Linked DNA regions of Mus musculus: all the other regions are linked to region 1. The links are chromatin contacts, called in public HiChIP or PLAC-seq and promoter capture Hi-C maps. All regions are on one chromosome and are shown on one strand. The core of a region is the stretch at or near the end of the contact, and the rest is flanking DNA. Distances in the headings are between cores, read along the strand shown. Region 1 holds the start of Hspa5 (heat shock protein 5). Region 2 holds the start of Gsn (gelsolin). Region 3 has its middle 13 kb from the start of Gm39795. Region 4 overlaps Cntrl (centriolin). Region 5 overlaps Cntrl (centriolin). Region 6 holds the start of Mapkap1 (mitogen-activated protein kinase associated protein 1).

Evidence for each region. Promoter capture Hi-C pulls out the DNA fragments that hold promoters and counts their contacts. HiChIP or PLAC-seq counts read pairs in DNA pulled down with a chosen protein or histone mark.
Region 2: an H3K4me3 HiChIP or PLAC-seq map of pro-B cells shows a contact between it and region 1, with 2.3 times the contacts expected there. The contact joins the promoter of Gsn here to the promoter of Hspa5 in region 1. A contact is called at or near these places in 1 of 39 promoter capture datasets (pre-B cells), 2 of 484 Hi-C or Micro-C datasets (B cells and pro-B cells) and 1 of 115 datasets of contacts at active chromatin or transcription factors (pro-B cells).
Region 3: a contact with region 1 is called in a promoter capture Hi-C map of pre-B cells, with 3 times the contacts expected there. The contact joins the enhancer-like site here to the promoter of Hspa5 in region 1. A contact is called at or near these places in 1 of 39 promoter capture datasets (pre-B cells), 4 of 484 Hi-C or Micro-C datasets (B cells, muscle stem cells, neutrophils and 1 more) and 1 of 115 datasets of contacts at active chromatin or transcription factors (effector CD8 T cells).
Region 4: an H3K4me3 HiChIP or PLAC-seq map of bone marrow-derived macrophages shows a contact between it and region 1, with 2.3 times the contacts expected there. The contact joins the enhancer-like site here to the promoter of Hspa5 in region 1. A contact is called at or near these places in 13 of 39 promoter capture datasets (the C10 cell line, the HPC-7 cell line, cranial neural crest and 7 more), 1 of 15 datasets of contacts at CTCF or cohesin (large pre-B cells), 1 of 484 Hi-C or Micro-C datasets (nephron progenitors), 12 of 115 datasets of contacts at active chromatin or transcription factors (CD8 T cells, the SCID.adh cell line, bone marrow-derived macrophages and 8 more) and 3 of 9 other capture datasets (adipose tissue, embryonic stem cells and liver).
Region 5: a promoter capture Hi-C map of the HPC-7 cell line shows a contact between it and region 1. The contact joins the enhancer-like site here to the promoter of Hspa5 in region 1. A contact is called at or near these places in 15 of 39 promoter capture datasets (the 3T3-L1 cell line, the C10 cell line, the HPC-7 cell line and 9 more), 1 of 15 datasets of contacts at CTCF or cohesin (large pre-B cells), 11 of 484 Hi-C or Micro-C datasets (B cells, CD4 T cells, CD8 T cells and 8 more), 31 of 115 datasets of contacts at active chromatin or transcription factors (the 230-238 cell line, CD4 T cells, CD8 T cells and 22 more) and 3 of 9 other capture datasets (adipose tissue, embryonic stem cells and liver).
Region 6: a promoter capture Hi-C map of embryonic stem cells shows a contact between it and region 1. The contact joins the promoter of Mapkap1 here to the promoter of Hspa5 in region 1. A contact is called at or near these places in 3 of 39 promoter capture datasets (the 3T3-L1 cell line, embryonic stem cells and stem cell-derived epiblast-like cells) and 4 of 115 datasets of contacts at active chromatin or transcription factors (effector CD8 T cells, embryonic stem cells, memory CD8 T cells and 1 more).

What each region holds. Positions count from the first base shown.
Region 1 is chr2:34,769,871-34,774,187 of GRCm38.p6, forward strand. Hspa5 (heat shock protein 5) reads left to right here and starts at 2,220. Exons shown (of 9, transcript NM_001163434.1): 1 at 2,220-2,276; 2 at 2,359-2,576; 3 at 2,689-2,920; 4 at 3,300-3,437; 5 at 3,951-4,063; 6 at 4,158-4,317. The coding sequence starts at 2,452.
Region 2 is chr2:35,280,211-35,284,527 of GRCm38.p6, forward strand. It overlaps Gsn (gelsolin), which reads left to right and starts at 2,170. Exons shown (of 17, transcript NM_146120.4): 1 at 2,170-2,391; 2 at 3,695-3,899. The coding sequence starts at 2,254.
Region 3 is chr2:35,258,138-35,262,454 of GRCm38.p6, forward strand. It overlaps a transcript of Gsn not described here. Among named protein-coding and RNA genes, the nearest start is that of Gm39795, 13 kb to the right of the region's middle. Within about 2 kb of position 1,769, at least 86 of the 459 cell types and tissues checked have an H3K27ac peak or open chromatin away from gene starts, as enhancers often do. A contact at or near this core is called in B cells, pre-B cells and pro-B cells, where this site is marked.
Region 4 is chr2:35,154,769-35,159,085 of GRCm38.p6, forward strand. Cntrl (centriolin) reads left to right here. Exons shown (of 44, transcript NM_001379274.1): 25 at 483-691; 26 at 2,828-3,020. Among named protein-coding and RNA genes, the nearest start is that of Rab14, 44 kb to the right of the region's middle. Within about 2 kb of position 2,388, at least 17 of the 459 cell types and tissues checked have an H3K27ac peak or open chromatin away from gene starts, as enhancers often do. A contact at or near this core is called in the HPC-7 cell line, bone marrow-derived macrophages and liver, where this site is marked.
Region 5 is chr2:35,136,802-35,141,118 of GRCm38.p6, forward strand. It overlaps Cntrl (centriolin), which reads left to right. Exons shown (of 44, transcript NM_001379274.1): 14 at 831-1,007; 15 at 3,686-3,820. Among named protein-coding and RNA genes, the nearest start is that of Cntrl, 29 kb to the left of the region's middle. Within about 2 kb of position 1,985, at least 1 of the 459 cell types and tissues checked has an H3K27ac peak or open chromatin away from gene starts, as enhancers often do. A contact at or near this core is called in the HPC-7 cell line, where this site is marked.
Region 6 is chr2:34,404,592-34,408,908 of GRCm38.p6, forward strand. Mapkap1 (mitogen-activated protein kinase associated protein 1) reads left to right here and starts at 2,260. Exons shown (of 12, transcript NM_177345.4): 1 at 2,260-2,663.

The sequences.
Region 1 (4,317 bases), core at 970-3,469:
GAAGACAGCCTACAGTGTACTTACATAAAATAAATAAATAAATCTTTTTTAAAAAAAAAGAGAGACAGGATGAAACTGAAATTTGATTTTAGTGTAAACTGACTGCTGTAATATATATACAGACAAGCTTGAAATGACATGAAGTTGTAATGTGGTCAAGTAGTGATTTCCATTTTTCCCCCCTTTGAGGTAGGGTCTCAACATGTAGCCTTGGCTGTCTTTGTACTAACCAGGCTGGCCTCTAACTCAGAGAGATCCCCTGCTTCTGCCTCCTACGTGCTGAGACTAAAGGTGTGCACCAGTAGATTGGGCTTAGTGATTCTATCTTAATACTAGTCTGATGCAACCCAAAGGAAGATCAATGTTATGACAGTATTACAAGCCTGACTGAAAGAGCTGTGTGATGCAACTTCTATAGCAAGGATGGAGTTGACTGAGTCACTAATCTTTGAGGAATGAGAAAGGAAAAAAATTCCTGAACACTGATTCATAGGCTCAACATTTTAGTGACTGTGCGTGTGATGTTTTAGTAGTATTTGCACAGTGTACTTATGAAGCTCAGAATACATTTAATAGGAATACTGGAGTCATTTCCTGCCTGTAATAAATGGCCCAAGTAGCCTTCATAAGCATGTCTATAAGGACTTGGGGTGCAGAGATGGTGGACCTGAGAGTTCAAGGCCAGCCTGGTGGACATGTTGAGCTCCAGGCCTGGAGACAGATGTCAGTTGTGTAGCATGCATAGATGCAAGTCCCATGGTAGTACATGCCTATGCCTGAAGTTCTCAGCACTTGGGAGGTATAGATAGAAGAAACAGAAGTTCAAAGTCATTTGCTACACAGTTTGAAGACTGGGGGTGCATGAAATTTGTCTTTAAACAACAAAAAAGGGTGGTGGTGGTGGGAATCAATAGTATAAATTATGGAGTAAAATCAACCGGGTTATTAACTATATTCTCAGCACTTATCAATCGACCATTCTAGCTATTTAATCGCTCTTGGTCTCAATGGTCTCTTCTGGAAAATGGGAAAAATGTACCAAGACTTGAATATGAATAAATGACACATGGAAAACACATAGGAGGATCAGTAGTTATAGACCAGCTTGGGCCTGTGTACAATGCCTCTCAAAATACATAAAACAAAACAATGAAGTACATAATAAGCTCAAGTAGTAACTTGTTTTGTTTGTCCCCCAACATACTATTATAAAAGAGTAAAGCATCAGCAAGACTTTTTTGTCTGCTAAACGTCTTTAGCATTATCAGCCCTATTCCAAGAGTCGAATAGGGTGGTGTCAAGAAGGAAGAGGGAAAGAGGAAGGACTTATAAATAATAACCAGTGTCATAAATGGAAATGCTATGCTAGAACAGGTTAGCGAACAATAAGGCGCTACGAGAGAGAGAGAGAGAGAGAGAGAGAGAGAGAGAGAGAAGAAAAGATACATCTCATGGTGGAAAGTGCTCGTTTGACCATAGTACTGAATCTCCGCGGCGGAGAAAGGGAATAGGTTACAATTGGCCAGGCCAATCCTGGGACTTAACCCCGGCAAAGGGAAGATTCGAAAGGCCTGGAAAGACACATACGGCTAGCCTTGGGGTGAAGGAGAAACACGGTTAGCTGAGAAGCACCAGGATTCTCAGCGAGGCAGAATCCAGATCAGGCCCCAGCTCGAGACGTGCAGGCCGGGCGAGTAACAGGGCCTGGACTCTGGGACATCCGAGAACGTGTGGAGGCTGGGGAGGGCGATCACAGCTGAGGCCGGGCAGCTCAGGACGCGGGGAATCGAGGAGGAGAAAGGCCGCGTACTTCTTCAGAGTGAGAGACAGAAAAGGAGACCCCGAGGGAACTGACACGCAGACCCCACTCCAGTCCCCGGGGGCCTGGCGTGAGGGGAGGACCTGAACGGTTACCGGCGGAAACGGTCTCGGGGTGAGAGGTCACCCGAAGGACAGGCAGCTGCTGAACCAATAGGACCAGCGCTCAGGGCGGATGCTGCCTCTCATTGGTGGCCGTTAAGAATGACCAGTAGCCAATGAGTCAGCCCGGGGGGCGTAGCAATGACGTGAGTTGCGGAGGAGGCCGCTTCGAATCGGCAGCAGCCAGCTTGGTGGCATGGACCAATCAGCGGCCTCCAACGAGTAGCGACTTCACCAATCGGAGGCCTCCACGACGGGGCTGTGGGGAGGGTATATAAGGCGAGTCGGCGACGGCGCGCTCGATACTGGCCGAGACAACACTGACCTGGACACTTGGGCTTCTGCGTGTGTGTGAGGTAAGCGCCGCGGCCTGCTGCTAGGCCTGCTCCGAGTCTGCTTCGTGTCTCCTCCTGACCCCGAGGCCCCTGTCGCCCTCAGACCAGAACCGTCGTCGCGTTTCGGGGCCACAGCCTGTTGCTGGACTCCTAAGACTCCTGCCTGACTGCTGAGCGACTGGTCCTCAGCGCCGGCATGATGAAGTTCACTGTGGTGGCGGCGGCGTTGCTGCTGCTGGGCGCGGTGCGGGCCGAGGAGGAGGACAAGAAGGAGGATGTGGGCACGGTGGTCGGCATCGACTTGGGGACCACCTATTCCTGGTAAGTGGTATCCGTCGAAGGAGGAGGGGGTGGGGAGGAGTGGGGCGTGGCCTCCGGGGCCAGCGTGAGAAAGTGAGGTGCTGATTCCTTTTCTGTGGGGTTTCCCCGTCAGCGTCGGTGTGTTCAAGAACGGCCGCGTGGAGATCATAGCCAACGATCAGGGCAACCGCATCACGCCGTCGTATGTGGCCTTCACTCCTGAAGGGGAGCGTCTGATTGGCGATGCGGCCAAGAACCAACTCACGTCCAACCCCGAGAACACGGTCTTCGATGCCAAGCGCCTCATCGGACGCACTTGGAATGACCCTTCGGTGCAGCAGGACATCAAGTTCTTGCCATTCAAGGTCGGACCCGTTTTTTTTTTCTCATGCTAATGGGGCGGCTGGGGTGATAGGAGTATTTAGGGGTTGCCACTTGGCCAAAAACACTGTTCAAAGGACTTAAAAGAATGTGTTCGGAATTTATGTAACGGTTTTACATCTAGTCGTTTTTAGTGTGTTATAAAACATGACACACTGTTAACAATGTCTAGAAGTTGAAACAGACTAAAACTGTCGATCTATCTACAATACAGCTGTGCTCAGTTTTAGTTGTGATTTCCCCCTAAGGGACAGAGATGAATCAAGCTATGGGAGGGAGGAAATGGATTTTTTTTTTTAAATCGTTTGTGGTGTCATTGTTTCCTCTTCGGAAAAATTACCTTTAAATTACTTTATGCCATAGGTGGTTGAAAAGAAAACTAAACCGTACATTCAAGTTGATATTGGAGGTGGGCAAACCAAGACATTTGCCCCAGAAGAAATTTCTGCCATGGTTCTCACTAAAATGAAGGAGACTGCTGAGGCGTATTTGGGAAAGAAGGTGAATAACGTGTGAAACAGTGTTGAGTGTTTGATTGCTGTTGCTCCCCCTCGATGACTTGTGTAGGGAAGCCTTCATGGTTTGAAACCTTTCAATTTTTTTTTAAAGATTTATTTATTATTATACATAATTTCACTGTAGCTGACTTCAGACACACCAGAAGAGAGTGTCAGATCTCATTATGGGTGGTTGTGAGCCACCATGTGGTTGCTGGGATTTGAACTCAGGACCTTCGGAAGAGCAGTCAGTGCCCTTACCTGCCGAGCCATCTCACCAGCCCCAGAAACCTTTCAATCTTAACTTTTAGTGATTTAGTGTTTTGTGGGAGGTCAAGGTATATGCTAGTCAGCCTTTATGAGTTACCACTGCTTAATTCTAATGACAAAAGCGTATGATATAGCAGTAAACTGACTTAGAAACTGTTGTGGCTTGACTAGTTGATAAGAGTGACAGAAGTGAGAACACCATGTACTTCAATCATCTTTAAGTATGATTGCACGGTTGTCCTTCTAGGTTACCCATGCAGTTGTTACTGTACCAGCTTACTTCAATGATGCCCAGCGACAAGCAACCAAAGATGCTGGCACTATTGCTGGACTGAATGTCATGAGGATCATCAATGAGCCGTAAGTATGGGACTCAGAGCTCTACCATATTCCCAAGTGGGGGGGAAATATGAACCCCTGACCAAGCTTTCTTCCCTCCTCTTCATCCTCACAGTACAGCAGCTGCTATTGCATATGGCCTGGATAAGAGAGAGGGAGAGAAGAACATCCTTGTGTTTGACCTGGGTGGCGGCACCTTCGATGTGTCTCTTCTCACCATTGACAATGGTGTCTTTGAAGTGGTGGCCACTAATGGAGATACTCACCTGGGTGGG
Region 2 (4,317 bases), core at 920-3,419, 510 kb after region 1:
CTGTTAATCACCAACTGGGTAAGCTGGGGCCACACTGCTTCCCTGTTCCTGAGGGGGCTGTGTAGCCAGGCCAGCTGCTGGCTCAGGCTCCTGGTCATTTCCTGAGTCAGCCAAGGAGCAAGTATCCCCTCAGGCATGTTCTTAAAGCAGTCTTTCTAGACTACAGTTCTAAATCAATCAATTAATCAATCAATCAATCAATCAATCAACTCTATTGGATATATTTCTTTTCTTTGGCTTTTTTGGGGTAGGGTTTCTCTGGGCAGTCCTAGCTGTCCTGGAACTCTCTTTATAGACCAGACTGGCTTTGAACTCACAGAGATCTGCCTGCTTCTGCCTCCCGAATACTGGGGTTAAAGGTGTGCACCATCACTGGCCGGCTAGATGTATCTGTGTCATGTTTTAGATCTTGTGCTTTAAGCTGCTATTTCAGGAAGTGTCTCAGGATGTAACGCATGTAGCATGCACAGTCCACTCACCGAAGCACACAGTTCTGTGATTTTTCTGTGGCGTGAACTGGTTGTATGATCATCATCGTGGTGTGGTATTAAAAATTTCCCACCATTACAGTGATCTGAGGACTCTCTCCAGCCTGGGCAGCCACGCCACGGCAGTGTCCAAGGTGACGTCTCTCTCCTAGTCGAAGTGATAGCTTTAACAGTGCAGCGTTTACTGACTTTGCAAGGGTTTGTGCATCAACTGCAGATTCTTTCCTTATAGAAAGGAAGAGACATCATTGTGCAATTTGCTTCTGGCACCTGGAGGTCTCTCCATGCCTACTGAGTGCCTACTATGTGCTACCAGGCACAACTGGCTCTGACTTCTTTTTCTTTTCACAGTTGCTTTGTGGTCCATTGTGTGACAGTCCCATCACTTATGTCCCCAGGGCATTTGGGTCATTTCCAATTCTCTTTGAACAATGCTTCAATGCATATCCTTGTCCATTGCAAGCAGCTCTGTAGGGAATGTTGTATTATGTGTCTTGAATATGCACAATCTACTTTCTATCTAGAGAGGTGAAAATGGCTTATGCTTCCAGAAATGTTCCTGCAAGCAGTGTGGGCTTTAATCACCTCCCTGAGTTGTGCCCAGGGCAGCCCACTGTAGGCTACACAGGCTTGAAGGTGGGCTTCCTAGACCATGGAGCCCAGAGAATTCAAGGCCTCTACAAACACCTGATAAAATCCCATTTCTAGGGGTACTCACCTTTCTTGCCTTGCCCCCCTGTAAATCAGATCCTAGCTATTTACTGGGCATGGCCTGTGTTTGCTTGCCCTCTGCCTATATGCTGTTCCCTCCCCTGGAAATGTTCTCAGTCTCCCCTGCGACAAGACCCAGGCCATCTGAAGTCCCCATAACCTTCAGTCTCAGCTGTTCTCTGTGTTCTCTTAGCTGTGAACTGTTTCCCCTTAAGTGGGAAGAAACTGGGGAGGGAGACAGCAAAGTTAGATAGAAGTCATGCTATGTAGGCTCCCAAGGGAGCTGGGACAGCGATGCATTGCCTCCTGCAGACCAGGCTATCTGAGCAGGCCTGATCTAACCCTCTGCAACCTCTAGGAGACATAGTAGGTGGTACTTAGTAGTTTAACTTAGGTCCACATTTCCCAGTGATGAGGAGCGAGGGAAGGAGAGGGCCTGAAATGGGGCGGGGAGGTGGGGGGAAAAGGTTGCAGAAGGAAATGGAGGTGTTATCCTTTAAAGGAGATGGATACAAGTATTGCCCTGGGCAGGGGCAACCAGTCAACAGGCAAGAACTTTGTACAACAAACTAAGATTTGCTCAAAATAACAATAACAAAACAGAAAGAAAGAAAAAATGTCACTGGGGGGAGGGGAGAACAATCCAAAAAGAGTACTTGAGTTGGAAACCGCCATGAACTTGTTAGTTCATGCTAGGTGTTTTTTGTTGTTTTGGTTAGTTTTTGTTGGATCTGCTTATTGGACCAATAAGAAGGCGGTTGAACGGGCCCCAGAAAAACTCTCACTGAGTTAGCATCTGTTATATGTCAGACCACAGGCCGGATCTTCTGATTGGAAACTAGGGTCCAAGGGGCGACCGCACCCAGTCGGGTTGGTCCCAGTGGGAAGGGAACCCAGATGTCTCAGAGATCCCGGACAGATACCCGCCTCCCCCGCGGGCCGCAAGGCCCTCCCTGCTGGGCGGTCCTCAGCTAGGGCGGGATGGGACGGCCGGTTACTTAAAGGTTGGGGCGACCAAGGGTCCGCGGCCGCAGCCTGGGTCCTCACCGTCGCCATGGCTCCGTACCGCTCTTCACTGCTCTGCGCGCTGCTCCTCCTGGCGCTGTGCGCACTGTCGCCTTCCCATGCAGCCACCACATCACGGGGCAGGGCCCAAGAGAGGGCGCCCCAAAGTCGGGTGTCTGAGGCGCGGGTGAGTGCCCGGGGTCCCCGGGGCTCCCCGAGTAATTGTCTATTGTAAGTTCTTGCAGATACAGCGCTAGGAAAAGGGGAGTAATTCAGGTGTAGAATGGAAAAACTGTTTTGTTGCTTTGTAAGTATGTCTTGCTGCTTCGGGGCTCCTGGGGGCGGGGTTCGGGGGCCGGGGCCAAAGCTCTTTCCTTCCTGCAGGCTAACCTCACCTTGGCCGGATCTTTCCCCACTACTGATTTGGATCCCATCTCCTTTATCATGTCTAACTACTGCCCTTCTTGCTGGTCTTTCTCAGAGTCCTCTGCGTTTGCTGTTTGCTGTTTGTCTGTCCCCTCCCGTTCGGTTTCCCCTTTGAAAGCCTCTGGACAGGACTGTTATTTTATTCTCTTCTCTCTACCCTGATTGTGGTCTCCTCCCCTGCCCGACCCCTCCCACTTGTCTGCCCTTTCTGTTCTCTACTCTCCACTACCTGAGTTTTTCTCCCCAATCGCTTCTGACTTCTGCCTGCTTTTTGTTCCAACCAGACCTTCCTCTGTCTGAGGTGACCTGCTGACATCCCTCCTTGGGCGCAAACCTAACCGTCTGTCCCATTGGCACCTACAGAGCATGTCTGGCAGCCTTTCCCACCCTCAAACCTTCTCCTAACAGGTTCCCCCTGCAGACTTCAGGCTCCATTCCTTCCCCCTTTCCCAAGATGTGGAAATTTGGTGGGTGGGATGCTGGGGGCGGGGCAGGAGGGAGGAGGCAGACAGCTCAGGAGGCCACTTGGGCCCACTAAGCCAGTCCTTAGTGGGCTGTGATGATCCTTCCCCTTCCAAGGAGCAAAACCAACCACGGGACCTAGGATCGGGCCCCTTGCCCTTTGGTCCTGTTTCCCCATTTGCAGAGTAGGGGTGGATAATGCGTCCTAAGCCACAAAGGTTCTGGAAGAGAGCATGCAGAGTCACTGGGGACTGAGAGATTTGCCACTGCTATCTGGGAGTGTCTATCCATAGGGGCAGAGAGTGCCTTTGGAGTCCAGGGCTATCCCTCTATGTTGTCTCCCAAATGGGGGCCCCTGAAAGACAGCCTGCCTCTTTGTGCCTTAGCTATCTCCCCAAAAGGGAGGGAGCTCTCTGCCTCCTCTGTCATATCACCAACTAGGAGAGCAGAAAGGAAGACAGCCTGGCCTGGCCAGAAACTCCCAGAAAGGGGTTGATTCTCCTCTAGCACAGGGAGAGCTCGAAGCTGCCCTCCCTCATGCCTGGGGTCTCTCCTTGCTGAGACCCACACTTCTGCTCAGGTTCTGTCCTGTCTCTCTGCAGCCCAGCACTATGGTGGTGGAGCACCCCGAATTCCTGAAGGCAGGGAAGGAGCCTGGCCTGCAGATCTGGCGTGTGGAGAAGTTTGACCTGGTGCCTGTGCCCCCCAACCTCTATGGAGACTTCTTCACGGGTGATGCCTATGTCATCCTAAAGACTGTGCAGCTGAGGAATGGGAATCTGCAGTATGACCTCCACTATTGGCTGGGTGAGGGAGTGCTCCTGCTTAGCCCCTCCCCATCCCCGACCCCCAACTGTATGGATATACCTGAACTGAGTACTCTCTACACCAGGCCTTTGTTAGTGGTTTCCATGACACCGCTCTAGAGCCAGCCTGTACAGGTTCAGATCCCAGCTCTGCCCTTTGACCTGTGATCTACCCTTCTGCAGCTCACCAGTGGTTTTTTCTATAGAATGGTCATGTTGACCGCTATGCTTCCTCAAGAGGACAAACAAGTTTTGTAGATGTCATGGAGACCCCAAATCCCTCCCCCTACCACCACCCCTGTGCTTTCTTGGATCAGCTCCAATCACTCCCTCATTTTCTCTTCCCAGCTAGGAGCCTAGAGTCTTTAACACTGGCTCTGTTCTGTTTGTTTTAAGGTCTCCTTATTATACAGATGGAG
Region 3 (4,317 bases), core at 519-3,018, 490 kb after region 1:
GAGGGCTGGGGAAGGAGCTATTCTAAGAAGCAGGGAAGCTTGTGCAAAGGCACTGAGCATCCTTCATGACTAGAATGGAGGGCACAGGGTTGGAGTCCTGGGACTGAGAGTGTTAGGTGAAGGCAGAACTGACAAGGATACTGGGACAAGTTTGTCACCAGGGCAGTGACCAAGAACTCTCATTGACGCAGTGACTGAGGTGGGAGTTCATGGGGAGGCCCTGAGGAGGTGGCCTGGTAGTCAGCAGGCAGATCCAACCCAGAGCAATGCCTGCTGGGCAGATCAATGGCAGATCCTGGAAACTCAGCTTCAGGTTTATGGGAGCTGGACATTTTATCTGAAAACAGATGAGGCGAAGCTCGCAGGTAGATACTGTTACGGTTAGTGTCTCCCTGTTGCTGTTTTTCTTCTTAAGAAAATAATTCTAAATTAAAAGAGACTATAGCTATGAATCGAGGGACAGTCAGTCACATAGGCTGCCTTGTCTTGGTTGTCCCACTGTGAACAGTGGTCTGTGCAAGGACACGCACTGTTACAGGGAGAACTGTACACAGGAGGGAGGACGTGGTGTTTCCTGGTCATCTGGAGCCTGTGGGTTCCTCCCCCTAACTCCAGAAGGGAAATTTGGCTCTTAGATGACATGTTGTCTGGCCATAGAGATGGTATCATTCAGGCCTGTAGCGCTTTGCTGAGACATTGATCTCTGGTTTTCTTCAAGGAAACTCTTCTGGCCCCAGCCCACAATTTTTGAGTATTTGCTGACTGGAGGTGATAAGTTAGAGGGCAAGAGAATGAAAGAGAAATTACAAGTGATAGCTTAGGTGTGTGTGTGTGTGTGTATGTGTGTGTGTGCACGTGTGTGCATGTGTGTACTCTGGTGTGCATCCATCAGTGCATTCACAGAGGCCAGAGGTCAATTCCAAACATCTCCTATCACTTTTTACTTTATTTTTTATTACGTTTGTATTTGCTATTAATTTATTATTACTGTGTGGGTGTGTGATATATGTGTGTGGGCACACACATGGAAGTCTGAGAACAGCTTTGTAGAGTCCATCTCCCTTTCCACCTTTACTTGGGTCCTGGGAACCAAACTCTGGTCATCAGGTGTGTGTAGGAAGTGGTCACTCTGCTTAGCCATTTCTCTGGCCCCTCTGTGAACCTGGTGTTCAGCAATTCAGTAGGCTGACTGGCCAAGGAGCTCCAGGGATCTACGGGTCTCTCTAGTCCCCTGACTTCAGCCCTGGAGATACAGATGTGCCTCCCCCCTCCCCTGCCCTCGCCTGCAGCTGTTACATGTGTGCTGGGGCCTTGGCATGCACAGTTCGGGAACGCTGGAGAGGCCTCGGGACTATTTATAAACACATATGTTCTTTACCATCAACAGGTCTGCAGAGTGTGGATCAGTCTCCTATCTATTTTTAGGAAATTAATGCTCCTGGACCCAGGCAAGGTCTTTTGTTAGCTGGGCACCCAGCCAGAACTGCATTCTTCCTTTCTACTGTTTGACAAACTCTTAGACATCCCCAAGAAGCGCTGGAAAGGGAGTCGCCCTGTTACCTTGTAAGAAAATGTGGGCTGAAGCAGAGAAAAGCGGGTCCCAGGAGTTACGTGTGGTGGTGGGGGGTGGGGGTGGGGGTAGCTGGGCCATCAATGTTTAGGCAGCCGAGGGAGGTTAAGTAAAAATATCTCCTTCCTTCCAGCTGAATGAGCGTGTGTCATATTTCAGCCTGATGTGGTTTGTGAACTTGGAGACCACAGGCAGGCTTAGTTCCTTCTGCCTCTGACTTCCCCTCCCCCTCTTCTTGAGAGACGTGCCTACTTGCTCCTGCCCTGCCTTGGACCACAGGGGCAATTGCAGGGTAGGGGAGAGAAAAGCAGAGGGTGTGGTGGGTGAGGCTAGGCAGCTAAAAGCCTGGGTTGGGGTCCCTGTCTGTGCGCTGACAAAACGAAGGGTAAGGTTTGGTGCCGGCGTGCTTTTTTAATGGACTCCAGCTATCCTAAAACTCACTCTGTAGATCAGGCTGGCCCGGAACTTAGAGAGATCCACTTGCCTCTGCTCCTGAATGCTGGTATTAAAATTGTGTCCCAACATATCTGATCAGTTTTCGGCTTTGTTTTGTTATTTTTTTATTTTTTCTGGTTATTGTCTCTCCTAATCTGGCTTTTTTGAGAAGACTCCAGAAGGGTCTGAGCCATGGAGCCTGGTGGGAAACTGTTATGAGGGAGCCTGGCTGGAGGGAGTGGGCTTCCTTTATTTTGCTAAGTTGGTTAAGCAAAGGGTGTCTCGTTACTTTCCAACCTCAACAGATCTATCATTTGGTTCAAGTACTTATCAAGCAAAAGATATATATATTCCATGTAAGTCAGCCTTGAGGGTGGGGCTCTTGATTTCTCTGTTGTAGAGGCTGTGGCTGTGGCTGGGCTGGGCTGAGTAAATACTAATTAAATTTGCAGGGTGGCTTAGTGGCCTGACTGGGGGATGTGCTTCATCTCTTCATGGGCCTTCCTTCCTCATGGTAACAAGAGCTTGTGATAGAAAATTTGGAAAATGAATTTCTTTTAAAGGATAAAACCAAAACCAACTAAACAAAACCAAAGAACTATCCATAACTGCCACCACTACAAAATTTGGTATGTTTCCTTCCTGTATTTTCCTTCTTAAAAAAGATTTATTTCATTATTTTTATGTGTATATAATTGTTATCTGTCCATTGCCTGTCCATGGAGTAAGTCCATCCTAGTGAGCAATTTTTTAATATGTTCTTTAAAAATTTTTATTTACATTTGTGTGTGTGTGTGTGTGTGTGTGTGTGTACATGCCAAGGCAGGGGAACAGAGGTCAGAAGACAACTTTATGGAATATATTCTCTCCACCCTGGGGGTCATGAGTCTTGCAGTAAATGCTTCCACCCACCGAGCTACTGCTTGCCCCTGAGTTCTTCCTTCATTATTACAAATGGAGCTCCTGGCTCAGTTGTGATGTGTTTTATAGCTTTTGTTACATTTTGCCAAATTGTTACTCAGGAAGAATAACAGTGGTCCCTGTTCCTAGCACACTTGGTGGGGAAATGGTATTCTTGAAGGAGTACTGTAGCTGGGTATCTAAAGTCTAGCTGTTCTAGACTTCTGATCCAGGGACCACTTTCCTAAAACATTAGACTTCAGTTCATTCTCTCAACAAATCTTTTGCACAGCCAAGTATCAGAAAAAGGTAGAGTTGAGATTCTAGGTCAAAGAGCAGAGGGAACCTGGTTCAGTCCTGAGTAGTTTGCCTCTCTAGGCTTTGGTTTCCAGAGTAAAGTTAGGATTTCAACACCAGCTTCCTACATTTTTTGTTAGTTTGTTTTTAGGGTTTCCTATAGCCCAGGCTGGCTAGTCACTATGTTGCTGAAAATAACCTGAACTCTTACCTCCACCTCCCAAGCAAGGATTACAGTCATGCACCACTGTGCCTGATAGCATGCAGTCCTGAGGACTGAACCCAGAGCTCCATGCTGGGCAAGCACTCTCCCAACCGGGCCCCAACCCATTCCTAGGGTCTTGAGGAGTGATGACATGGTACTTTGCCAGGATAGACCATTCAGACTCTTGGAATTTCTGTTTTCTCATCTGATTTAAAATACCCTGGGACCAAAGCAAAAGGGAGAGGGCCATTGTTTTTTGTTGTTTTGTTTTGTCTTTTTTTCTTCTTTTTTTTTGTGATCATGTGTACTTGGCTTCTCGAGCTTCAGGCCAGGAAGTAGAAGCCAGTTGATGCATGCCATTCAGAGTAGGGTTTTCATGGGCTAGCCTGGGCTCTGTGCCCTTTGCATTCTCCTAGAGCATTTCTCAATAAAGCATGAGAACACTCCATTCTAGAACACTCCTTTAGAAGTTGGGAACTGCCTGCCTGACTCTATAAATGGTCTTTTTTAAAAACCTTGTAGAACTCATGGTTGCATAAAATTCCATTCTCATAGCTGTAAATGGTATTTTAGATGCAGCAGGGCTGCATTTGGGAGCTTTTTAGAAATGTTGAATCTCAAGCTCTGCCCTTAGCGTGGCCATATTTAGCAACTAAGAAAACAGGATGCTAGTTAAATTAGAATTTCAGATAAAGAATGAATAATGATTTAGTATTACCATCTTCTTTGCAATATTTGGGGGCACATGTATAAAGAAAAATCTGTGCATATCTGTAGTTCAAATGTAAATGGACATGAAGTAGTTTATCAGGCAGTCCTACCTCCTTCCCGTCTGCTGGATCAGTTCTGCACTCCACCAGGAGGCTCCTGGGATAGTCTTACACAGTTTCAAGGGTGGGAAACATTGTTG
Region 4 (4,317 bases), core at 1,138-3,637, 390 kb after region 1:
GAACACTCTGCCAGATTGCTTTGTCTCTCCAGCAGTGCATGACTCGCCAGCCTCTCTTGTGCTTTCCGACCTCCTCACACTTTACCTTCTTGTTTCTTGAGACTGGGTCTCCCTTATTATTATTATTTTTTACAAAATGTGGGCAAAATACCTCTTCTTCTGGGAACTTATTTAAACAGTTCTCCCGGCGCCCAGAGTGGAGAGAGACTTCAGTTTGTCTCTTCTGTTAGATGCTAAACTCTGGAGTCAGAGAGGGGTGGTAAATTTCAAACACATGGTTATACTGATGGAAGAGTTATGTGAGTCTGTCAGTTTCATCTGTGTCATGTGGCTTGACTCAATTTTTCTTTCCATACTGAAGACTTAGACTCTCCCACTATCTTTCAGGATAACCACTTTAACCAATTAGTTTCAACTTTTGACAGCAAAGCAGGAGAGACACCCTCTGGCATTTCTATAATGCATTCACTTTCTGCGTTCAGGAGAATGAAGTGTCTAGACTAGAAGACATAATGCAGCACTTAAAATCAAAACAGCGGGAAGAGCGGCGGCAGAAAGCATCCACGCAGCATTCTGAGGAAGAAGTGGATGGGCTGCACCGTGATATTGATGACCTTTTGCAAGAGAAGAAAGAATTAGAACTTGAAGTAGAAGAATTACATAGAACTATTGAGAGACATCAACAACGAAAGTAAGCATTCGCCATTTTAATTTTATAATTCAAAGGGTATAATATCAGTGTTGACAGACATTCTCAGTCAGCATTGCCTTGTAAATCATTCTCTCCTCTCGTTTTAGAAATGTCCTAGATCATAACTGCAAAATAATAAATGTTGGCCATGTATAGGTGGAGCTGGCAATAGGAACTAAGAAACAGAATTTAATTCCACTTAACTTACAACCCACATGGTAAATACCATTTAGGACAGCGCACACCTAAGGCCACCTGGTTAATAATTCAGATCAGCTCTTTCTATAGTTGTCTTTGAACAGCACAATCATTTTCCTTCCCATCCACCATAGCCAAAGTAGACAACAGGAATTCCGACCCTCGTTCTCTAAGGCATTGGTTTGATTTCCTTGTCCTTTTGACTTTGCATACAAAAAGCTAACTAACCCTTTCTGTTATTTCTATGCTGTGGCCTTTAATTGGGGGAATTCTCGACCGCCATAGGAGGTTCCATACTTGCCACCATTTTTAGAATCTTTCTCTCCAGTCTGTGGAGAAAACACTGTGATTCAGTGTCAGCTGCCCGACTCTGTTACTGTTCAGCCTCACACAGTGCTTGGCCTGAACCTGTGGTCTCCCCACGGACCACTTTGCTCTGCCTCTGCACCTTCACATGCCTTCCCCAAGCCCTGTCTGTCTGTCCTGCCTTTCAAAACAAAAGTGACGATGGGCAGTCAGCGGAGGTGGCTCAGGCTTTAAGTTAAAGCACTTGTTGCTTTCGCAGAGGGTGCAGGTTCAATTTCCAGCACCCACATAGTGGCTCATACGCGTCTATAACTCCAGTTTCAGGAGATACAGCCTCTTCTGAACTCTTGGGTACCAGGCACTCAGTGGTGCACATGCAGACATGCAAGCAAAACATTTATACACATAAAACCTTTTAAAAACATGAAAGGTAAGGGGTCCCTTTTGAAGTAGGCCTTCTTTCTCCTCAGGTATCTTGTACAGTGCAGGGTTAGTCACCATTAGCATAGTCCTGCTGGAGCAGTGCTGTGACCAGCCAGAGTCACTGAGGGGAATAGCCGGCCCTCCATCTGTGGGCGCCTGTGTTTAGCATGGGGTCAGCTAGTTCACATGCCTCTGTTGTCTGCTCGGGTACATGAAATGCTGTCTTCTGTGCTAGTCCATGAGTTATGGCAGTTCCCTAGCTTTTGTCATTTAATGTAGACCAGCCTGGGCCTCAGTGTGATAGGGAGGCCTGTGAGGCAGGCAGAGTGAGAGAGACGTGACCACTGCTGTCTAGGAGTGGACGGCTCTCGTGAGAGCCACACTGAGGAGACTGGAACTTGCTTCTTGCTTGTGGGGGGATAAAGCTTCTTTTCACGTGCGTGGACATTTTGGGAAGAGGACAGAGTGGGCAGGGCATAGGCCCACTTCTCCCACGGTAGCAGTATAAATGATTACTCCAGGAAAATTGGGTAACACTTAGTCAGAGAAAAGCATCCATGTGCTGAGTTTGATTTCATGTTTTTTCTGCCAAGCAGCCCATTTTCAGATAATTTTGTCTTGTTAGCCTCGAGTTACTGAATTTTGTGTCATGACTTTTTGCCAAATCTTTTATGACAGTTGTATTCCAACATAAAGAAGTCAGTCACAAAACAGCACAGTGTGTGGAGTTGCATGCTCTGGGGCTGTCCTTGAGGACTAAGGGACTGGGAGTTTTTGTGTAGTCACTTCCTTTATCTCTACTCTTCAGGAAAATGATGTGGTTATGCTGTCTCGGCCAGATGCTGACCCAAGTCCATCAAGCCTTGTGACATAGTGTGCTTTTACTGCCAGGAATACTCTGTGTTTATAATAAAAATGTATTTTGAACATGTAGCTACTCTCTTAAAAAGTCAGCAAGTTCCTTAGCTGGGTGTTGGGTGGCACATACTTATAATCCCAGCACTTGAGAGACAAGGGCAGGCAGATCTCTGAGTTCGAGGCCAATCTGATGTCCAGAGTGAGTTCCAGGACAGCCAGGGCAACACAGAGAAACCCTGCCTCCAAAACAAAGCAAAACCAAAACACAGTAAAAATTTGAACATTCTTCATAGGCTATCAATGTCCGTATTGCCTGTGTTTAAAATCTTTTGATATTTATGTAATTTTTAGGGACTTCATTGATGGACATGTTGAGAATCTTATGACTGAACTAGAAATAGAAAAGTCTCTCAAACATCATGAGGATATCGTAGATGAAATTGAGTGCCTAGAGAAAACTCTCCTGAAACGTCGCTCGGAACTCAGGGAAGCTGACCGACTTCTGGCGGAAGCCGAGAATGAGCTTGCATGCACCAAGGAGAAGGTGTGTCTAGTGTGCTTCAGGCTGGCCCTCTAGGGGACACAGGCAACCTCCTGCTCTTCACCTAAAACTGGAAAGCAATGGTGGCAAAGAGCACGCTGTCCGAGCTGGGCATCTGAGCAAGTCACCTAGGTCCGCTGACTTTGCTAACCTTGTCTGTAAATTCAAGCTAAGAATGTGTGGTCTGTTGAGTGTGGATTAAATGCATGCTTTAGATTCCAGACACTGTGCTGTTTAGTTCCCAGCATGTCCTGCTTGCCCGGCTGAGTGTGTTGTGGGGCAGAGGTGAGGTGGTTGTTTGTTTGGTTTGACTTCGGACTTTTCAATCTGCGTCTTTTTAAATAACAAATCGATTGTTACAGAAATCTTCCTTCATCAAGTTGGTAACAGAAGTAATGATCTATTTTCAATTTCTGGGTCATAGATTTCTATTCATTTAGGTTCAGCCAAGTTGAAATTGAAAGAAAGAAAGGTTCTGAGATGTTCTTTGCTGGCACGTTACCTCTGGACTACCGAGTGAGTGGTAGTAGCATTCTTTAAGACACAATGCAGCATAAACCCAAAGAGGGAAAGTGACTTCCTAGGTCTTCATGAACGCCATTTCCTTTAGCTTCCCTGGCAGCCCTGGGACGTGGTGTTAACTCAGCTTACACATGCAGCCCAGAGTCACATAGTTGAAGCTCTGCCTTCTCTAGAGTTCTTTAGTTAAATGAGAATTCCAGAGAAAAAAAGGCCCTGGCACACAAAGTACCTCAGGAACTGTTTTTACTTTGTTAGTTCAACTTGGATCAATTTAAGTTAATAGAAACCCGTAGTTGTAACTGAGTGATTGGCTTCACCTATTACATTCTGTGTATCATGACTGATGTTACAGAAACACAGCTCTCACCTCAAAGAGGTACAAGATAATTTATCCTGGAGCCAATGGCCTGACATTTCATGTTCTGATGTATTAATAGTTTCATAAAGATTTTATAGTAACAACATACAAAAAAGCCATAACCCATGACATTTTCAAATGCATTGGTGGGAACATTAGAGAGGCGGGGGCAGCCAGGCAGAGACTGCAGCTGCGGGCTTTGGGTACTGTCTGGAAGCCTGCTGGTAAGTTCATAGAGCCCAAACGGTTTTTGGTTTTGTTTTTTAATCTGTTTTTCAGGATGTTGAATCAGCTTTCTCTGCTAGTCAACAGGGTGTTGGTCACCACCAGAGGTGGACAAGGAATGCCTCCTTAGGAGGCTGAAGCTAACGGAGTATAAATTGCAGTGAGTCTGTGGACCTGCAGACTTCCAACCCCTCC
Region 5 (4,317 bases), core at 735-3,234, 370 kb after region 1:
GTTTGTCAGTATGAGAATTTAGCTATGAAAGTGTTTGTCTTTCTTAGTGCTAACTGGATAGTTGTAAGCCCTCAGTCCAGTGTGCTATTTTTTGTTTTTGTTTTTGTTTTTTTTGTTTTTTAGACAGGGTTTCTCTGTATAGCCCTGGCTGTCCTGGAACTCACTTTGTAGACCAGGCTGGCCTCCAACTCAGAAATCCACCTGCCTCTGCCTCCTGAGTGCTGGGATTAAAGGTGTGCGCCACCATGCCCTGCTCCAGTGTACCATCTTTAGAATGCCAGTGCTTTCATGTTCTTTTGTTAAGGGACACACTATGGTTTAATCAGAAAAATGTGGGCTTTGCAATCAGAGATCTGGGTCCATAACTCACCTCCTTTTTCTAGCCGCACAGTGCTGTGATCCCTGAGACACTTCTCCAGTTGCTTAGTATAAACTGTAATGTCCAGGGCTGTTATCCGATGAACCAGTGAATGTAAAAACACCAAGTCCAGGGAAGGACAGGCCTTACTTACACTTATTATTCTCCTTTTTTATAAATGTTTTCCCACTCCTGTCTTCCTCATATACTTTCAGACTAGAGTGTCACAGAGATAATTACTTTGGAAAGCAACCTGTTGGTAACTTGGTGAATTTTCGGGTGACATTTAGTAGAAGAGTTTGTATTTCAACTTGGATATGCCAGCATGACCCTGCGTCCTGTTGTTTATAAAGTCTGTCTGTGCTGGGCAGTAGCAGTTGGCCAGCATTTGGTGCTCAGGTTAGTTACAGTGGCTTGCAGATGCTTATGCAGCACTCAGGACGCTGCATTTAAACATGCTGAATCTTTGCAGGAGCTTGCAGAGCTAGAAAGTGCCCTCCAGGAACAGCATGAGGTGAATGCATCCCTACAGCAAGCCCAGGGAGATCTCAGCGCCTATGAAACTGAGCTAGAGACTCAGTTAAAACTAAAAGACGCTGAAACCAGCCAGCTCAAGCAAGAGTTGGAAAAACTCCTAAGGCGTACTCAGGTAAGTAGGAACATATGCCAAATACAAACCAAGCAGCCTGTGCTGTCTGTCCCTCTTTTGAGATAGCATCTCACTATATAATGTAGCCCAGGCTGGCCTAGAATTTATGGAAATCACCCTGCCTCAGCTTTGTAGTGCTGGGGTTATAAACATGGGCCACCACACCTGGCATTGTCTTAATACAGATATTTTTAATATAATGGCTATGGATTAATGGAACATATAAAGGAGCATATTTTGGGAGTCTGATGTTCTGAAATCAAACAATAGCCCTGTTAAAATGTGGCCAGATTGTTTCATGCCCCCCCCCCCAACCCCTGTTTTAGACAGCAGATGCTGGGGACGGTGGGCATGAATGCCTTGGTAAGTTAGGGTTTGATAGGCCTAGGGTTCCTTTCTCAGAATAGCTTTAAGAACTTCTATTTAAATTGACTTTAGATTTTAGTTTGCTGTTTCCTTTTATGATTGATTGAAAGATCACTCGTTTGTTATACTGGTAACCACCTTTAGAAAGGACGCCTCATTAGGGCATGGGGGTGAGTGGGAGTGAAAGGGATAGAAAGGGAAGGTGGGTGACCTTGACAAAGGGTTCGAGAGGGCAGTGTACTGCAAGATCTTCAGATGTCAGGGCAAAGAAAGTGCAGAAAGAAGATAAAAGTTAAGTAGCAGGGTGAAAGTGGGCACCGTAGCCTGTCCTTCATCAGAGTGAGATGGTCAGCAGTTAGGAGCACCTGACCTCTCTCCTAAGGCCCCAGGCTGGATCCCAGCACCCACATAGTGGCTCACAACCATCAAAACCCCAGTTCCAGAGAATTCCATGTCCTCTTCTGGCCTCTGCAGACACAGACATCCTTGCCAGCAAACACAGACACACAAAGTACAAAGTGATAAATGTAAAGGCACATGCTCTAGAGTGTGTGTGTGACTAGAAGAGGAAGCAAGAGTAGGCCTGTGCTGTAGTGATTAATGTTCTGTTCTTGTCTTACCAGAGATCGGTGTCTTGCCAAGTGTCAGTATTGTGTTTTCCAAGAGCACTACAGTTTATAAAACCCTTGGCAGGATCAGAGTAGCAAAAAGCAGCTGGTTAGGGGAAAGAAATTATTATTATTTTTTAATAGCAGCAAATAAAATTTCTAAATGCCATCTCTTTAGAATGAACTCCTTTTTGTTTTTGGTTTGCCCAAGCTACTTTGAATGATGGTCTTTTGTACTTGGTGACAGGCTTTTTCTCTCCCCCAGTGATGCAGATATAGGTCAGATTAGACCTTACTAAAAGTAGATAAAGGCAGGTTTATTAGAGGCAGCTCTCGGGTGGGCTCTCTGATCTCACAGGTAGAGGTCAGTGAAGTCATTCATCCAGGTTAAAGCAAGAGGGTTTTATAGAACCAGCTAGGAGCTGGATTGTGTCCATACGTGGTCAAACACTGAGTCCCTGGGCAGGCACTCTTGAGTGGGTTGCCAGAAACAGAGAAGACAAGAAGTAATATGGCATGTTAGTTATTAGCCCGGAGCTTTCTCTGTGTGGGTGGGGTTAGGGAAGGAAGGGCAGATGGTATTTCCCAGCTTGTGCAAGGAGGGTGGTGAACAGGGGTTCCAGCCTAACACTTGAATTTTAGGTAAGTCTTGGCAAAAATATTTTAAGAACCTTGATGTTTAGTTATTGAAAGCCGTACTCTAACCCTTAACTACCAGAACTGGGCTTCAAACCACATAGAAAGTATAGAGTATAAAGAATCTAAGTTTCTTGGATTGTTACACTTTAGTTATATGAAACCCTTTGCAAAGCTTGTTGGATGCAGATTCCATAGATATTCTGACCTGTCAGATCTGAGACAGAAACTGGTCATCTGCTGTTGTGCTTTATTTTGTTGTTTTTTTTCCTTCTCCCCTCTCCTGCTTTCCTTCTTCCTTTTCCTCTTTTTCCTTCCTTCCTTCCTTCCTTCCTTCCTTCCTTCCTTCCTCCCTCCCTCCCTCCCTCCCTCCCTCCCTCCCTCCCTCCCTCCCTCCCTCCCTTCCTCTATATCTTTCACGTTCTTCCTCTCTGAGATCAGGTCTCATTTTTGTAGCCCAGGCCAACCTCTCCCTCCTCCTGCCTCAGCCTCCCAAGAGCTGGGAATACAGAAATGTACCACTGTGCCAAGCTTCATCTGCATGTTCCAAAAATATGTGTATGAGTGTTGCCTGTAGGTATGTCTGTGTACCACACGCATATTTTTTTGTAACCTGCAGAGGCCAGCAGGTGTCTAATCCCTTGGACCTGGGGTTATAGATTGTTGTGAGCTACTATGTGGGTTCTAGAAATTGAACCCAGGACCTCTGGAAGAGCAACTAGTGTTCTTCACCTCTGAGCCATCTCTCTAGACCCCTCATTTTTAATAGATATGTGAAATTATTTTGATACAGGTATTTGAGGACCACAGTTACTGTTAAAGGTGGGTGCTGGGGACTACGCTAAAGACTCTGATGGGGTATCCAGGCTGAGCAAATTCTGATATGCATTCATTATTAAGTATTAATAGTCAGAAGGGCATGTAGAAAATGATCTTGTGTGTGTACGTTTCAGTGTATAAATTTAGAACTATAGCAATGCATGATGCATGTATAAATGTATATTTGCTGTTTTGGAATGTGAACTTTGACTGTTTTGCACTTTGATACTTTGCTTCCTCTGATGATAGTTAGAGCAATCGGTGCTTCAAACAGAACTGGAGAAGGAGAGAGAATCCCTCAGGGATGCCCTGGGCAAAGCCCAGTCCTCAGAAGAGAAACAACAGGAGAACAACGAGCTCCGTACACAGCTGAAGCAGCTGCAGGTAAAGATCTGTGCTCGTGGGACACCCAAAGATGGTGATGGCTTTACTCTGGCACTTAGCAGCTTGGGTTACTAGGTGAAAATCAACTCTGGGTGCAATTTCTTTGGAACATTTGCTCCTGAGTACTGGGATTTAGGGCGTATACCTCCATACCTGACCTTTTCTTTTTCTTTCTTTTTAAAAAGATTTCTTAATTATAGTCAGTTCTCACAGTCTTCTCAGTAAAGATGCTATTAAAACTGTAATCAGTTTTTCATCTTTGTGTGGGATTATATAGATCCCTATGTGTCTTAGTGGATTATTAATTTTTATTTTTACTATGAAAATTTAAAATGACCATAAAACCGGAATAATCCCTTTGGTCCATTTCCTGATTTATTCAGTTGTTAACATTGTCTCATTTTAGTTTACCTTTTTCTTTGAAATATTTTAAAGAAAAATTCAAATTGGGAGTAGTGGCTCCTGCCTTTAATCCAGAATTCTCTAGGCAGAGGCAG
Region 6 (4,317 bases), core at 1,010-3,509, 370 kb before region 1:
CCAGCGTGCCTCTAATCTCTGCCCACCTCTGTTTCTCAGCAGTGTGTGTGCCCCCACATACATGAGTTTTGCAGATCAAACTCCGGGCTTCACGCATGCATGGCAAGTGGTTTACTAAGCTGTCCCTCCAGCCCTCTGCCACTGATTTCCATCCCAGAAAGTTAGTCTTACATCTCCCCCAAACTGTCTACCAGTCCTGAATATGGTTCTTGTCATCACTATGAGTGGGCAAGGAGCATGCTGATTCACATGTGTTACTCCATGTTGAGCACTGAGCTGGTGTTTATCATATGTGAACTTATTTGAGTCTCATAACAATACTCAGAAGTTGGCACTGCTGTTACTAATGGAAACATTGAGAAGAGGTCTAGTGTCTGAAGACTAACAGAAATTTAGATTGGTATTTGACTTTTTAAAAAAATATTTTTAAGTAAGTTTACCACTCCATACATAAAAAGTATCCTGGTCACACTCACCACCCCAAATAATCATCCCAGAGCCATTCCTGCCCTCTTCCAAGTTTCTCACTAGTCCCCCTCCTCAAAAAATGTGATCCCAGTTTGTGTTGCCCATAAATTCTTGAGTGTGGCGCCATCCGTTGGAGATGGTTGACCTGCCATGCCCTTAAGGTAAACCAACTCTTCCTCCCCCAGTAGCCAGCAATTGTCCATAACTCGTCTAGGAACTGGGCTTGTGAGCTCCTCTTGCTTCCATTCTGGAATGTTGACTGGCTTCATCTTGTGCGTTTCTTTTTTTGGGGGGGGGGGTTGGGGTTTTGAGACAGGGTTTCTCTGTATATCCCTGGCTGTTCTGGAACTCACTTTGTAGACCAGGCTGGCCTTGAACTCAGAAATCCATCTGCTTCTCCCTCCCGAGTGCTGGGATTAAAGGCATGTGCCACCATGCCCGGCTATCTTGTGCATTTCTTGTACAGGTAACCAGAGGTAGTGTGAATTCATGAATGCAGAGAAGGTATTGTTTCTTCTGGGCCTCTGGCTGTTACAATCTTTCTGTTCCCAATTTCAATGGTGGTCTCTGAGCCTTTCAGTGAAGGTGCTATGTATCCTGTTGCAGGGTATTTGATCACACTGTGAACCCCACGGTTGTGTTACTGAAAAAACCTGTTTTTAGTTGTGGTGTGGCTCAGCCCTTAGCTCACACCTTTAATCCCTCTGGTTGGAATACAGATGTGCCCTTAGTACACACCTTTAATCGCAAACAATGAAGGTAAAGTTAGTTGGTAAATGGAAGCAAGCAGCCATGTTTGAAAGTGATGTCTAATTGAATGACAAAGTGATGCATCAGAAAAAGATTTGACAGAATAGGATATACCCAACTCTCAAGAGAAGAGGGAAGGAGGCAGTTTTACAAGGAGAGTTTGATACAGACAGGTTGAAGAGAGAACAAGCTAGACACAGGTGAAGATAGAATGAGCCAAAGAAAAAGAACCAGGGGATTAGAACAGGTTGCTTAAATTAGAATGAAGCCTAGCAGAGCAATTCTGTCAGAAACTGAGTGGAGCCAGATTGAATCAGTCAGCTTGGAGAAAAGTTTGAGCCAGAATCGCCAGTCCGAGATCAGAAAGTACTAGAAAGGATGATCGTATTCAGCAGCAAACATTTCAGGCTGAAAACATTCTAGGCTTTGATTAGATTCAATGGAGGCTGAAAAATTCCAGGACTAGGTCTAGGTTAGCAGACTGAGATAGTAAGCCTCCAGACGACAATTACTACAGAACGACAGGAGAATAAGTTACAATTACAGTGTCCTACTGTGGCTGAGCACTCGATGGACATTTCATCTGTGCACCATGGCCACTTGTGAGAGTTTCTGTATTAACCATTGTCCACTGCAGTAAAAAAACAAAACAAAATAAAACAAAAAAATACCCAAACTTCTCTGATTAGGTGTGAGAGCGTCACTAATCTGGGTTTAGATAGTAATTTAAAAAGCAGTTTGATACTATGTCCATGTAGCAAATAATAGTTGCAGTGAACTCTTCTTTCTGATATGGCGGTTAAGATGAAGACTTTTCCCTGTAAAAGTAAGACGTAGCTTACAGAGATCCTTACACTTGAAGGTAAACAGAAGTTGGTTAACCTGCTCCAGAAACGGCCAAGGGCAGCACGCATGCGCAACCACCCACCAGTTCCCGCCCCTTGTCCCGCCCCCGGGAGGCAGCGACTTCTCGTTCCTGGCTCTGGGGCTTGCGCACTGCGTCCCCAGCCAAAGGCGTCTTGCAGATCGGGGACTTCCGGTACGCGGGGTACGGTTCCGGGTCGTGGCGCGGCTCTGGGTAACAGGGCTGCTGTTGCCGGCCGGCGGCGGCGGGGTCATGAGGGCGTGCCCGGGGCGCCAGGGCCGAGTGGGCCGGTAGGACTGCCGAGGACTTCGTAGGCGCTGGGTTCGGTGCAGGGGCCGGGAGGCGTGGGGGAGTCGGGACCTCCCTCAGGGACGTGTCCCGGGCGAGGCGGCCTGTAGTGTGGGAGCAGCTTCAGGTAAAGGTTGCCCCAGCCGTCGCCCCCTCGCCCGCGGGACCCTCCGACCTCTCAGCACCCCGCTGCCGTCGCTGCCCAGCGGCGCCCGTTGGGGCTGTGCTCGGTGGCCTGGGAACATCGGTTTCCTTGCTCTTCCTGAGCCTGACAGCTGGGTGTGTGACTTAGGTGAGGAGAGACTTTGGACCTGGTTGTGCGGGGGCGGGGGAGGGGGCAGTCCTTGGCTCTGGCGGTTTCGGGTCTCGGAACTCTGCAAGGTCCGGTGCCCAAGTTCCATCCTGTGAAATCAACTTTTCAAAGCATTGCCAGGGCAGTCCTGAAACGGTCCCACTGATTGTTTATATCCCGAGAGCGCTGCGGGGAACTTGGAGTCCGTTTTTCTGTTTATGGGAGTGACAAGGAATGGTGAAGTTGCGGGGGCCGTGGGGGGGGGGTTGGGAAGAAGAAAAGATTATAGTTTAAAGAAGTGTATAACTCAAGCCAGAAGCTCTAAGATGAAACAGGGACCTCACAATTTGTTACAGCTTCCAATGAATGACCGCAGTATTTGAAACTGTCACTGTTCCCAACTCTGTGCAAAGCACCATGTTTATTACAAACCCCCAAAGGGCCGAGTTCAAAACCTTCCCAGGTGTAAACAGGAACGTGTACAGACACATCAGTTGATGAGGTCGGCCTTCGCAGGACTCACAGAAAGGATGGGTCCCTATTGTGCACAACCACCAGGGCAGAAATAAAGTGCGTTACTCCTATGTTTAGGAGCCACCCAAGCTGCAGTGACAAATCTTGCTCAATGCTATTTGCCCCCATCTTTTTCAGTCACACCCCTTCAAGCTTACTGGACGCTAGGGAGGGGCATGCCAGGTGTCCCTTTCCTTTAAGCTTTGCTCATATCTGCCTTCTGCTACTAAATGTGAATAGTGCCTGCGACGCCTCTATAATCTTGTGGCTCTCTGCTAGTGTTTAACAGCTAACCTTTTAAAAGTCCCTGCTATGGGCCTTTCTTCTGGATAAGTAGGATCTCACATCATTTTTGATTTGTTCTCACATAAACTTTTTTTTTTCCTCACCCTGTCCTGCCTAGACACTTCCTATGTTTTGATTTCTATTGCTAATGCTTCCCATGGTCCAACTGATGGTGGTCTCACTCAGCCAATTAAGGACAATCCCAGCTTTGAATGAGTGATTCATTGACCCTCCCATTTTTAAGAATTATTTTAAATATGTATGTGTGTCCATGTGGGATTTGTTTGTGTACATGTGAGGGCAGTTGCCTACAGTGGTCAGAAGAGCCAAAGAGCGTGTCAGATCCCCTAGGACTGGAGCCGTTGGTGCTGTGAGCGGCACATTGTAGGTGCTGGGAACTGAACTTGGGTACTGCACAAGAGCAGTGCTGGTTCTTAATTGCTGAACCATTTCTCCATCCCCTGGGAATGATTTCTTCCGGAAAACCCTATAAGCGCCCCTTATTTACAGTCCCTTAGCAAGCATTCATTGTGCATGGATATAGGTCAGCCACTGCATGGCAGTTTAATAAGTAAGACTCAGTCATTGTGTACAGCCAGTTCTTACGGTGAGAGGGACACGTGTGAGAGTTTTTCTGTGATTCGGAAGTAGTATGCCGTGTCAGTTTTTGAGAGGTGACGCTTGGTGAAGGGAATGAGCATAATGTGAGGTAAATTGAGCTTCAGTTTTTCCTCATTTAATCATTTTAATTCAGGTTGGCCCAGAATAGTTACACAGCTGGTACGAGACAGAGCCTTCTTTCATACCAGGACATTCATGCAAATACATATTGAAGCAACTGTCAAAGAGGGAAAAT